Linked DNA regions of Danio rerio: region 2 is linked to region 1. The links are chromatin contacts, called in public Micro-C maps. All regions are on one chromosome and are shown on one strand. Each heading gives the region's core, a stretch centred on a gene start, on an enhancer-like site or on the middle of the called end of the contact. The rest is flanking DNA. Distances are from core to core; before and after follow the strand shown. Region 1 overlaps arhgap36 (Rho GTPase activating protein 36). Region 2 overlaps nhsl2 (NHS-like 2).

Evidence for each region. A called contact is a pair of places that touch in the nucleus more often than the background predicts.
Region 2: a contact with region 1 is called in a Micro-C map of caudal fin, with 10 times the contacts expected there. The contact joins two enhancer-like sites. A contact is called at or near these places in 2 of 18 Hi-C or Micro-C datasets (caudal fin and an unstated tissue) and 1 of 4 datasets of contacts at active chromatin or transcription factors (caudal fin).

The regions. Positions count from the first base shown.
Region 1 is chr7:53,223,461-53,230,642 of GRCz12tu, reverse strand. arhgap36 (Rho GTPase activating protein 36) reads left to right here. Exons shown (of 13, transcript NM_001351681.2): 6 at 4,234-4,289. Among named protein-coding and RNA genes, the nearest start is that of usp12b, 58 kb to the right of the region's middle. Within about 2 kb of position 4,147, at least 28 of the 62 cell types and tissues checked have an H3K27ac peak or open chromatin away from gene starts, as enhancers often do.
Region 2 is chr7:53,423,427-53,430,608 of GRCz12tu, reverse strand. The region is part of intron 1 of nhsl2 (NHS-like 2); the gene reads left to right. Among named protein-coding and RNA genes, the nearest start is that of nhsl2, 45 kb to the left of the region's middle. Within about 2 kb of position 4,643, at least 8 of the 62 cell types and tissues checked have an H3K27ac peak or open chromatin away from gene starts, as enhancers often do.

The DNA of each region.
Region 1 (7,182 bases), core at 2,898-5,397:
GTGGAAAAGCGTTGTTTACTGATGTTCTGTTGTTGAACTAAATAAAACTCTACATTATTGATGCTGTAAAAGGACCTTATGAAACTGAAAATAGTCACATCAGTCTTTTGCTAAGAGATTTCAGTGGCTGAACAACACTTACAAGTTAACCCATTCCTAACAACAACACAATCTACATCAGCTTTGTGTGAAGCTAAATAACTTTTAAAACAGAACATTACCTGTCTAAAAGAAATACTTCAGCCATGGTGTCATCCTTTGGCCAGCGTGCAAAACTAACTTCATTATTGATTCAGGATTTTAAAAAGTTTTAATTAAGCATTTGTTTTGCTCTCTCTGTCTCTCAATAATGTCCAGCTGCAGGTGAGGTAAACGTGCGTGCCTGCAAATTGGTGGATCTGTATGAATGGCTGCAGATGTTCAAACTTACATTTGTTGACAGACAGTGTGTGTGTGTGTGTGTGTGTGTGTGTGTGTGTGTGTGTGTGTGTGTGTGTGTGTGTGTGTGTGTGCAGTCCTTTACTGACAGCTGTGTGTGTGGATCTTGTCGGAAAATATGGCAAAAAAAGTTATACATGACGCTGTTTACTGATCGCAGTGACTTCAATAGTGCCACTAATATCTGCATACTCCACATTTCTTAATTCCATTTCTGTTTATTTCAGTTATGACTTTAGTCGGATCAAGGTGACCAAAAATCGCTTTTTCAAGCCTATTTAGGCCTACAGTTCAAAATTCATGTTTAACTGAATAAACAGTTAGTAAACACAAGTACATTTTACTGAACTTTATTTATTTTCATCACTAATTATCAAAATAGAACAGTTTCTCATGCAGTTTGTGATGCATTTTGGAAACAGGAGATGAGCCCCTGCTTAATGCACCACCTGGCTTGAGAAACCCATTCTCAAAGACGTATTATTTGGGTAGCAGTAACACAAATTCTGAATGCCTTTGGCAGCATTCATATGAGCCATTTTAATCTAGATTAAATTCAAGATTAATCTAGATAAAAAAAAAAAAAATTATTCTATGCCCACCTATAATATAAACACATTTAGATCATTTACTTTAATCATTACTATTGAAATGTGAAGAGACGTTCAACCAGCACAACAAAAAATGTTTCTGAAGACAATCACCTACTGCACCTTTAATGGTCATCAGCACCTTAAATGATGAAAGTTTTTAATATTTTGATAAAACAAAAATATGAACATTTATATGTATTTATATATGTATTCAATTATCTTTGCATCAATTTACAAAAAAAAAACTCACTCTGCGAGGTGTTTCTAATGCAGCTTTTAGAGACTGGACAGAAAAATTGACATGATTTTCTCCTCTGGCTGCTGTCATCAGTCTCACACAAATTTTTTTTCCTTTTTTCTGGCAGCCTTAATAACACCATTGTAGAGTTTTTCTTTCATTATTTCAGCAAATTGGATTGTAAAAAAAATATTTGTTGTACTCTCCCATTCACTGCGCTCTAAGTTTACATAACTATCACAATTCCTGCTACTGAAAAACACGGAAATGTGAAAAGGGTCCTCCTAGTAATATTAAAGTAAACAATTAATCAAAGTTAATCCACTGAAAAAAAACAGTTTTCATAATCTCGAATCAAATTTTACGTCAGTAAATCTTATGTCAGTCAGATGACTTGGGTGGAATATGCTTAGCCAGGCCCTTTTAAATGTTAGTTTGCAGCGAGTAAAAGATGAGAGGTGGAGCTCAAAAATAAAACCCTGCATCCTACTCAATATTTCTTTTCGGTTGGAAATATGTCAATGTACATCACACAAATAAAAGTCTTTAACAATGTTCCGTTTATGCAGTCTTTCACAGGCATAGAGAACACCTGGTTTATATTTGGTGTTTATGTTATCATTAAAACAAAACAAACAAACAAAAAAACACCTAAATGTCCATAATTGTGCCAGGAATATATTTTTAACCAAGAAATTGCTTAAAACTTTTGCTAGTGTTCAGATTTAGGGGTAAATGACACTTTTAACCAACATGAGCTCATTCTGAAAATGTAGCCCTTTATACATTTCTAGAGATTGAGAATTATGAAGCCAGAGGAACGTTTTGCTGCATTTCATCATACCGCTCTGTGGCGGTATGACACCATTTCCTTTTTTAGCTTACCAGCTGACCGATTACCTCCGTATGGATGGCTTCCTCGCTGTTACCAGTTCGTCCAGTAGCTCGACATATACGATGGCAGCCGTGCAAATGGCACACGCAAGAGAAATTTGAGATCTGAAAAAGCATACACATCTGCCTCTGGTGGATTCACGAACACAAAAACTGAAAAAAACTTAGCTCCTGGGGCAAGTTTAGTGATCTGCAGAAATGTATACTGGTCTACGTAATCAGAATGAGCTTGGGTTGCTTTTAACAACATTTAATCCTAATAAAGTGTCTACTTAAATGTTAATTCCGTGAAGTAACGGAGTAAGTTGCTCTATTCTGCTCTATTCAGAAGTTGCTCTATTCAGCCATTGCGCATATGAGATACTTTTAAGTAAAAGGAAAAACATTAATGTACTTAAAGGGACGGTTTACCTAAAAACTTAAATTTGCTGTTAACTTAGCCACCCTCAGGCCATCCAAGATTTAGGTGACTTCTTTCTTTTTCAAAACATTAAAGAAGAATTTTAAATGAATCTGTCTGGGTTAACCATCATGTTAATCTGACCTCTTTAAGGTATATAAAAACGAATAAGTGATCATACTAAGTGTTATTATATATACGACTTCTTGCTGACAAAAGAGATGGGGAAAAAAAGATTTAAAATAATAATTAAGTTTCGCCAAAGTCCCTTTAAGGCAAGTCATTTCACTCAGGGGCCATCTTCGAAACACCTCTCGGGCAGTATGCTCAGGCATTCTGTCTGAATGGGAAAACATCAAATTCTCCGAAACTACTTGCCAAGATTACGATTACAATTCATATTATGAATAACCAATAAAAATAAACAACAACTGTTTCTTTAGTTTTATTTCTAAATGTTCGTATCACACAAAATCTGCAGAAACTCACGTCTGGTCCGAGCCCCTGCCCTGGAGAATTGTCTTCTATAGCAATCGCTGATTGGCTCCTGTACTAGAAAGCGGGTTTTATTGACCATAAATCGATTGCTGATTGGCTCCTGTACTAGAAGACGGTCTTCATTTGCCATATTGACAGTTACACTTTTTCCTATTCAAAAGTATACGAATGACTTGTCTTGTGTATTCTATGGTGTTTAGTTTCGCTATACGCGATCAAATGATTTGTGTAATATAACATTCAGAAATAACATTAAGACCATCTCGTAGCTTTAGACCACAAAACAGCAGCCACAAAGTGAAGTATTTTTTTTCTGAAGTGGAGGTAGGTCTTCTGTGATTTCTGGATATAAGATTTTGACATTGTCAGGATATATACAGTATGATGTCAGCATCAGGATATGATTTCGACAGAATATTCTCAGGGTTGTTCGTTTAATTTATGGCACAAAACTAGCTATTGGGCTGATACAACTTTATTCTTTGTTATTGTACCGATTTATTTCTATGCGTATTATTTATTATATACATATATTGTTTTGAACTAGCAAAAATTGTAATAAAAGTCACTTTTTTATATCTAGAGTTCATCAAAAAGATGTCATATCCGAACTAGTAGAGATCATTTATTCATTTTCCTTCGACTGAGTCCCTTTATTCATCCGGGGTTGCCACCGCAGAATGAACCACTAACTTATCCTGCATATGTTTTACACAGCGGATGCTTTTTAGATGACCAACCTATACAATATATTGTTTTAAATTAAATTAGTGAATATCAGTGAAGTCAATAGTTGTCATTAAGCAGTATCTATGTTTGTACTGTCCTTTAAATTAATAGACTTTAATAAAATAAAAAAAACGATCATTTGAAAACTTCAGGTGATAAAAATATTGCTTTGATAAATATCTCGAACTAAGCATAGCATGTTAGAGCTACTGGATGTGAAATAAATCAACCTTTTATCCCCCCTCCCAGAAATTTAGATGAACTTATCTGAACACATCTTCTGCCTCATACTATTACACACCCTGCTTGGGTTACGAACAGAAGGTCAGTCAGATGAGATGACACCCAAAAAAAACACTAAAATAGATATAAAATCAGCACAGTGAAATATGATCCCAACACTTGTTTACTATCTCTCTCTCTCTCTCTTTGTCTCTCTCTAGGATTACAAACTTTGGGGATTTTCCGTGTCGGCAGCTCCAAGAAAAGAGTCCGTCAAGTAAGTTTGTCAGTTCCAGCTGCTCTCTAGAGTCAGTTTACAGCCACTGCATTATAAACAACATTTGTCTCTCTCACATGTGACATGCGCCCCCTGTCTTTCAAACTAAAACTGCAAAAATATGGCATTGCAGAGCAAAAACCTAGGAATACACTATACACCAATAAATACACCATGTTTACCAGACCTATGTTTCCTGGTAGTTACATTACATTATTAAAATGTAAGAATTTGCATACTCCTACATGTCCCTTTTTTAGATATAAGTTTCACATATATCTGACATATGAGCTTTTTTAAGCAAAGAAAATAAGGAAGTATCATTTTATCACTGTTATCGCACTAGGAAATAGGGCTGCACGATATTGAAAAAATCTTATATTGCGATATTTAATTCTTTTTGTGATAAAATATTGTGATTTGAATACAGTTTCACAAGATGGTGTGGATAGATCTATTTGATGGTTTTCTGGGGAGCCTAACAGTATTCAGGTACAGAATTTGAATAATTAAAAAATGCTTCTTACTTTGTCTCATTTCTAGTCCAAATATCTAAAAATTCTTAGATCATGTAAAAATATTGTTTTGTTTTCAACTGCAGAAGAAATAAGTGAATATTAAGAGTTTTTGCTTAAAACAAGTAAAATGATCTGCCAGTGTGATTACAAAATAATCTTGTTTTTGCTTTGAAATGTAGATATTTGGACTAGAAACAAGACAAAATTTTTAAGTAAGAAAAGAATTATTAGCCCCCTTTGAATTTTATTTTATTTTTTTTTATATTTCCCGAATGATGTTTAACAGAGCAAGGGCATTTACTGTGATTTACATTTATCACAGTATGTCTGATAATATTTTTTCTTCTGGAGAAAGTCTTATTTGTTTTATTTCATCCAGAATAAAAGCAGTTTCTAATTTTTTTAGACCATTTTAAGGTCAAAATTATTAGCCCCTTTAAGCTATATTTTTTGATAGTCTACAGGACAGACCATTGTTATACAACAACTTGCCTAATTACCCTAACCTGCTGAGTTGACCTAATTAACCTAGTTAAGCCTTTAAATGTCACTTTAAGCTGTATAGAAATGTCTTGAAAAATATCTAGTAAAATATTTTTTTTACTTTCACCATGGCAAAGATAAAATAAATCAGTTATTAGAAAAGAGTTATTAAAATTATTATGTTTAGAATTGTGTAGAAAAAACCTTCTCTCCGTTAAACATAAAATGGGGGGGGGGGGGGATAAACAACAGGGCTAATAATTCAGGGGGGCTAATAATTCAGATTTTATCTGTGATAAAAATTCAGATTTTAACCATATAAATGCAGTAATTAAATACAATTCTGTGGCTCCTGGTCAACTATAATTTAGACTCAACTTACATGTATTGAGATGTGACTATTGCGGATGCACGCATTGCTATATTGACATTGTTGCCAATCAAAATCATACATATGCCATACATAATAATGATCCTGAGTGTTGTAGATAACAGTCGCTGGTATGCTCTGATTCACATAATTTTTTGGAGTTCTGTTTAAACAAGATTTATACTAGAGGAAATAATGGTGTTTGAGACTTATTGTATGTAATATGCATGTACTGAACACTTATTATTAAACTAAGCCTAAGTATGGGGCTGCATAATTAATCAAAAAGAGATTATGATCTTCATTCGACCCCTCACATGATCTTAATTCTGCTTTTCTGCGATTCAGACGAATATATTTTCAAAGTCAAGAGAGAAGTGTAAAGGCGGTTGCACAAGTCTTCACATTGTTTTACATAAGATGCTCAGCAACATGGACACCTTCAAATTGCATTGAAAGTGTCTCATATACTGTATTTATAAGGTATAATTCACTCAAAAATGTAATTTCTGTCTTCATGTAATGATGTATTCACGGCTGTGAAGTCACGCATGAGCTGACGCACTGTTTGTTTACTACCGTGAGGATGCACATGTGCCCGCCAGGTCAACTTTAGTGAACAGAATCTGCATAGGCTGTGAATAACAGGTAATAAAGTAGCAAATAACGTTCAGTTTGTTACAAACTGAACTCAAAGTGACGGCAGCCATGACATGAGCGCACTCAGCTGTGAAAGTGATACCGAATTTGATCCGAATTTGAGACCGTTTTTTCTTTCATAGCAAAGAGTGTTGTGCATGAGAATAAATGTTACTGGGTCAGTATAACTACTCTAGCCTATATAATGTTGAATATAATGCAAGAGGGAATCTAATAATGACAAATGTCTCATTTTACCAGTGAATTTTTTTTTTTTAAATGTTCAATGACAGATTGCAAGCATATGTCTCAAACATAATAATTCATTTTTAGAATTATGAGTAATTATATTCTGATGACATCACTGTGAAATAACAATGTGACTATAAAAAATTTAGCATTTTAACCAACAGTAGAGCTACATAGGTCTATTATTATTATTGATGTTTTACCATAATGTGTTTGAGAATTAACAATAATAATAGCCTTCTCATATCATCTTTATTTTACATCTACAGAATCATGAGAAAATCGTGATCTTGATTTTAGGCAAACAAAAAAAATTGTGATTCTCATTTTAGCCAGAATCGTGCAGCCCTACCTAGGTATAATGCATTTTTTATTCAATGGCAACTTTAAAGTGACTTTTAACTAATTTTGAGAAAGCTCTAGCACCCATTTTTCTTGTGCATACCTGATGCAGTGTATCTGTTTTTATTTGATAAGTACTTTTTTCACTTCTCTGGTTCATGCTAGCATCGCTTGCAATAGGTTTCCTTCTCCCTTTCTGAAAATGTTTGATGTGCACTTCAGTAAACCCACAGAAAGCAGGTTAATGTGCTGGACAAACTCACATGCAGGGCAGAAATCTAGCTGTAATAAT
Region 2 (7,182 bases), core at 3,394-5,893, 200 kb before region 1:
CATGCTCTACAAAATTATGAATTTATATTATTGAGTTTATTTCTCAAAACAATAATATTTTACCAAATTAAAATAGACCAGACCTCCAATGTGCACTAAATATTTTATAGGCTCCCTGATTGTAGTATTCACTTTAACAGTATTCATAGAAGAGTAATCAAAATAGATTAAATGAGATCAATGGAATTAGAAAGGAAAAAACTGTAGGCCTTTATGTGGTGTAGTAAAATTCTAGAAGTTGGGACATTTGCATTTTTTCTGTTGTTCTTTTAATGCAATGTCATCTTTATTTATATAAAGCACTTTTGCAATGTAGATTGAGTCAAATCAGCTTTATTTAGATGGAGAAATAATGAAAAAGAAATGAAGAAAAACTCAAAAATATTTCTGATTGTGGAACATCCATTTATTTATTTAATTTCTTTTCAGCTTAGTCCCTTTATTCATCTCAGGTCATCACAGCGGAATGAACCGCCAACTTATCCAGCCTATTTTTTACGCAGTTGATGCCTTTCCAGCTGCAACCCATCTCTGTGGAACAGATACACACTCTCATTCACACTCATACACTAAGGACAATTTTAGCTTCCCCAATTCACCTATACCACATGTCATTGAACTTGTGGGGGAATCCGGAGGACCCGGAGGAAACACACGCGAATGCGGGGAGAACATGCAAACTCCATACAGAAATGCCAACTGATTCAGCCGAGGCTGGAACCAGCGACCTTCTCGCTGTGAGGCGACAGCACTAACTACTGCGCCACCGCGTCACCCCGATTGTGAAACATATTCAGCATTTCAGACATGAAGCAGTGTAAAGGTAGAATGCTCATAGTCATAATTTAGTTAAATTAAAACTGATTCAGTTTCTCAAAATTGTTCAGTATGGAACACTCCAATGATTTTTAAAAAAGACCAATTTAACAGAATAGAGTTAAACTGTCAAGTTTTACCATTTTTTAATCAATTCAGATGATCAGATCTGACTGGAGCACTTTTAGCTTAGCTTAGCATAAATCATGAATTGAATTAGACCATTAGCATCTCACTCATAAATAATAAAAAAGTTAACGTTCGATAAGCTTGACTCTACTTTAGTTACATTGTTTAGTAACTTTTTTTTTGAGATGCTAATGGTTTAATCCAATTCAATGATCTAAGCTTAGCTAAGCTAATAAAAGTGCTCTCACCATACCCAGCGATCAGCTAAATGATTAAAAAAATGAGACATGTGAATTGAGCCCAATTACAATTAGCATTTCTGGGTTAAAGTGAGGGCAAATATTAAAGGTTATAAAGAAGCAGAGAGGGGGAAAAGCAGTTCTGAACATATATGTTACAGATTAGCTCATCTGGTTCTAGTGGAGAAAGAAAGGGAGTCTGGGAGACGGATATAGGAGGAGAGAGAGTGTCTGACAGACTTAATTGAGTTTATAGGCAGTTGTGAGTGGAGATAGTGGCATCTTTATGTACTGGGAACAGATCAGCCCAGTGCTTAACTGAAAGACAGGCCAGCTGGAGCCGATGCACAGCTCAGTCAAAGTGTGTGTGTGTGTGTGTGTGTGTGTGTGTGTGTGTGTGTGTGTGTGTGTGTGTGTGTGTGTGTGCAGGAGGCCTAACTCCTCCTCTCTCTCTCAGTCTCTCTCTAAACTCTAGTCTCCTATGTAATACGGTGTGTGTATGTGTGTGCGTACTTTTGGACTGTATTTTTACTGCATCTATTGATCCGTCTTAACAGGTTAGTGCAATTGTCTTCAAATTTGAAATATGTATATATGCACGTATGTGGATGTTTGTACATGTGTACCTCTGCAGCATATGGACCCATGTCATGATGCAGGTCTGACTTGTAAGAGAAATACATTTCCAAATAAATGCACATCTGTGTTTATCTATAAATATAAGACGGTTTATAGTGCATTGAAGGTCGTTTTGTTTATTTGAGGAATGTGTTAAAGTGGTTTGGTATTTGTTCTGTGTGGTTAATTGTATCACACCTAGAGGCATTAAACACAAATTCAGGTGTGTTTACAGTATGGATAAAGTGAATTGTTTTAACTGGTAATATGAGTACTTGTGTTCTTGATGTTTACTTCTTATTTTGCCTACCATATTGTTGGTTGACCCTTTCACTGGACAATTGTTGATTAGTATACGTAATAAAAGGGCTTCTCTCTGTCTTTGCTGAAAGCAGCATCCCGACACACATTACTCTCTGTCAAGCCCTTCAGAAGGGATTGATGGTGTTGTATGAAAAAAAGCCACCTTTGAATGAGCAACAACGACTGACATGAAATGAATATAGTCTTTCATGACAGAAATGGATGAATAGATTTAATGAATAGAATTGCTGTAAAGTTGTTGAATTATTTCCCCTGCTTGGACCACAAAACTGTGGAAGTCCGTTTTCACCATGAAATAAAATAATTTGCAAGGCATAATAATGACTTACTTTCTCATTATAATGGGATATTTGCTTGTAATGATTTAACATCTCGTAATGACAAAGATTCTTATAATAATGACTACTTTAATCGTATTAAGGACTTTCTTATAATAATGACTTATTTTATCAAATAAATGACTTAGTTTCTTGTAAAAATGACTTAATATCTCATAATAATAAGAAACTTTCTCATAATGAGATATTTCCTCGTAATAATGACATAACATCTCGTAATGATAATTTTTCTTTTAATAATGTCTTATTTTATCATAATGATGACTTAACATCTCATAATAATGAGAGACTTTCTCAAAATAATGTCTTATTTTCTCATAATAATGACTTAACATCTCATAATAATGAGAAACTTTCTCATAATATTGATGTGCTTTCTCATTATAATGAGATATTTTTTTCGCAATAATGACTTAACATCTCGTAATGACAAAATTTTCGATTAAAATTACTTATTTTATCTTATTAATGACTTACTATTTCATAATAATGACTTAACCTCAAAATAATGATAAACTGTCTCAAAATAATGTCTTACTTTCTCATAACATTGACTTTCTTACTATATTAGCATTCACTACTTCTATTTTTAAAATATATTTATTATATGTTTTTTGTCCTGTCTCTGTAATTCTGTTGCACTGTAGAATCTCTGTCACGAAAGCAAATTCCTCGTATGTGTGAACATACCATAAAGCTTTTTCTGGTAATAATGAGATATTTTATCATAATAACTGCTTAACATCTCATAATGATGAGAATTTTTTTCATAATAATGAGAAACTTTCTCATAATAATGTTCTACTTTCTCGTAATAATGACTTCTCATAATATTATTATTAACAGATTTTTTTTTAAGTCCTTAATGCGAGAAAATAAGTCATTATTATAAGAAACTTTGTCATTATTACGAGAAAATATCTCATTATACAGTAATGAGAAAGTAAGTCATTATGATTTAAAAATTATTCAAATTTTATTTCATGAGGGAAATGCATTTTTTGTTGACCCGCGAGTACAAACCTAGCCTTTTGGCTCATTAACGATTTGTGAATAAAAAGGTTAAATGACTTCTTTTTTGAAGTGTCAGAACTTTGGGTAAGTAGATTTTCAAAACTTTTATTTCTGCATTGCTCATTTCTTAATTTTTAAATAAGAAATTCTTCAGAATAATAAATTATAAGATTAAACTTTCTAGCATACAGCAATTGCTTAAAAAATGTTACTCTCCCTATTTTTAAAAGTTTGTTTCTAATTTGTAGTTACTTATGAAAAAACCCAAATTCACTATACAGTATCCATAGCTTTACATTATCATTTGAAGTAAAACTGTATTCTTTTTAAACTACAAAAAAGGGATGACTTCACCATTGCTTAAATAAAATCATGGTTAATTTTGCGAGGCTTAATAGTAATAAACATGAATTGCACAAAATTTGCAGTTTCATTCACATCCACTAGAGGGAAGAACAGCTCTGTGTATCAGTACTGTGAACTCTGCGTGATCTGCCTGTGTCTGCCCTACTCATGTCCCCTTAACTTTGTTATGGTCTCTATTTTAAATCTTTGCCTAATTAAGCACCTGGCGTAACCGATGGATGCTTCACCCTCCTACATTTGTAAAAGCTCTCATGTACAGAGAGTTCGGGGGAAGAGCAGACTCACTGGCCTCAGGCCTTGGAGAGAAACCTTCTTTAACCGAGAGAGATTTAGGCGTCTGCATTGATGTTTACACTAATCAGAGAAAGATGCAGAGAGAAAGAAAGAAAGAAAGAAAGAAAGAAATCAAGAAAGAAAAATACACATAGCATTAGCCTTAGTGGTATATAGGAGGTTGAAATAGTTCAAGGGATAGAGTTTTCTCTTCCTTTTAAGGGATTATGTGTGCATGAAATTGTGAAAGAAATTGTGTTTTTAGTACTATGTATTTGTCTCACCACGAGCGATGCAAAAGACTGAGGTCAAACATGCACACATACATGTGATTATATATAAACACATTACAAAAACGTGTCTGCAAGTGTGCATTCACGTTTTGCTATCAATAACATAACAGGAAATGAGAGAGATTATGCTGCTTTTGTTCCTTCTTCTCTTTCCTCTATTATGACTCTTGGGATCTGGAAAGATAAGACGCAGTTCTACATCAAACGCTGTCCAAGACGCAGCTCCGCCTACAGCTCTCCATCAGAACTGTTGTGCTGTTTGTAAGGTCTGAGCAGACCAGCGCTGTGCTCAAATCAAGAGGTCCACAGTATGTTTTTTTCTTTAAAAATAAAACTATAGTAATGTTTTTAGTCACATCTTTTTTAAAATGCAGGTTAAATAAACATTTTGCATGCTATCAAATAAACATGAATAATATAATAATAATTTGTATGATTTTTATTTTCTGTTTTCAAGGCCACCTATTTGACCCTTTTTACAAAATGTAAGATAAGCCTTTGGTGTCTGCAGAATGTCTTTAACGTTTCAGCTTAAAATACCAATCAGGGGTGCATTTCCCAAAAACATGGTTAGCCAATTAAGGTCACAAGTTCTGTCGTTACAAACATAGTTTGTTGATTTGCAGTTTCTCAAATCTGTCGCTCTAACGAACATTCGCAAACTGCATCATAAACTTGAGCACTCGCAACTACACCTCTGGAGCTGTAGTTATAAACATAGTTCCTGGCTGTGTTCTATTCCCACTTATCCCTCCTATGCCCTATTCATTTAAAACATTTTAACATTCAAAGTTTGAATTATTAAAAATAAAAAAGCATTAAGGTCATCTCTCTTAAGTGTAATTTGCTTCCAAACTAATTTTACTGTTCAGTTTTAGCGATTTTGATGTTTACAATTGTGTTCCCTTAACAGTGCACTTTGTTAACATTGATTTCATTTTGAACACAGCCTTATGGCGAAAGCTCTAGGTAACCTAATATTTAAAAGCCAAATTTATGTTACGTCTCCAAAGCTTGTGAAAACAAAAAGCATACGTTAACTCTTTTAATTTACAGTGGGTTATTTATTAAGTAACTGTACTGTAAATTACATGGACCTGCTGGTTAGAACTTTCTGCAGTGGTTTACATTTCTCTGATATCTCTAGAGTGGTTCTAAAAAGTTTCAGCTCAAAATACCTCACAAATATAATTTTATACTTTTTTGAAAATGACCCTTTTAGGTTTTGATCAAGATTGTACCGTTTTGGTGACTGTCACTTTAAATTCAAATGAGATTGTGCTCTTTTTAAAATAGGGTGGGGCTTCAAATGCTTGTGTGTACAGTGTGTCACCATAGCCAGCATATTCAAAACAGGACTATCATTCATTCATTCATTCATTCATTCATTCATTTTCTTTTCGGCTTAGTTCCTTTATTAATCAGGAGTCAGAACTAATGTTATCTCTGTAAAAAAGTGAAAATGTGAACAGAAGTATCTCAAACATTTGTGCATCCTAAAACTCAACAATTAAAATCCTCTTAGTCGCTGACATTATTTTCAGCACGTAAAAACTAATGGTAGACGCCTGCTTCTCACTAAGGGCTGTTTATGCTAATTAGGGTGAGATAGTCACTAGTGGGCGGGGCTTTTCCCCTCTTGTAACAAGTACAAAGGGAGAACCTCAATAAAAGTTTTATCAAGTGTAATTAAAAAATGAATTATTATTATTATTTTTATTATTATTTTTACCATTAGAGGCTGGTTGTATTCACACACTGTTGCCACACAAATGTGCTTACACTACTTATAAAAGTTATTAGATCCCCTTTAAAACAAACTATATTTCTAATAAGATTTGAAGCATTTTTGAATTTATCTCAAATTAAAAACTGTTGAAAAACATTAAGAAAAGTAATATTCCTTGTGTATATTTGAGTGATTATTGATGATCAGTTGTTTGTAAGTGCTGTTGGTTTAAATTTGTGGGACTTTTTTAATCTTCCAGCAGGTTATGTTGTCACACCAGTAATAGGAGACAACTGACTTTATTTCATACAGTAAGTGATTAGCTAAATCATTCATAGAAGTGGTTTGTTCATAAACAGCTAAAAAGCACTGACTGTCAAAGAGCTGAAATGCTGATAGTTGGGTGCAAAAGCCTAAAAACAAAGTAGAAATATTGTGTCTCAAACAAGTTGTGCAATATTAACTTTTTGTTTGTTGGACTGCAGTATAAAATTCAGTGGCAGGTGGGGATTTTTAATCTGGTTAATAATTCATTCATCTATCACACTTGACAAGACGGCAGCCACGGCGCAAGTGTCAGTTTTAAAGTGTCTGCGAAGTGCTTGCCTAAGCAGAAAAATTTGCCGTTGCTGCCACATCCTGATGACAGAAAATAAGATTATATTTCTTCAAAACTAACTTGATAAAATCAAATGAAACAACTGAATTAGAACGGCACATATATTTGTCAGGAATAGCTATTAGGTGGCACAGTGTTTTTGACCATATTATTTTGCATATCTGGAGGACAAATTTTCATTCATTCATTCATTTTCTTTCAGCTTAGTTTTTTTATTCCTCCAGGGTCGTCACAGTAGAATGAACCGCCAACTTATCCAGCATATGTTTTACACAGCGGATGCCCTTTCAGCTGCAACCTAGTACTGGGAAACACCCATACATGCTCACATTCTCACATACACTACTGCCAATTTAGTTTATTCAATTCACGTGTTCTGCATGTCTTTGGACTGTGGGGAAAACCGGAGCACCCGGAGGAAACC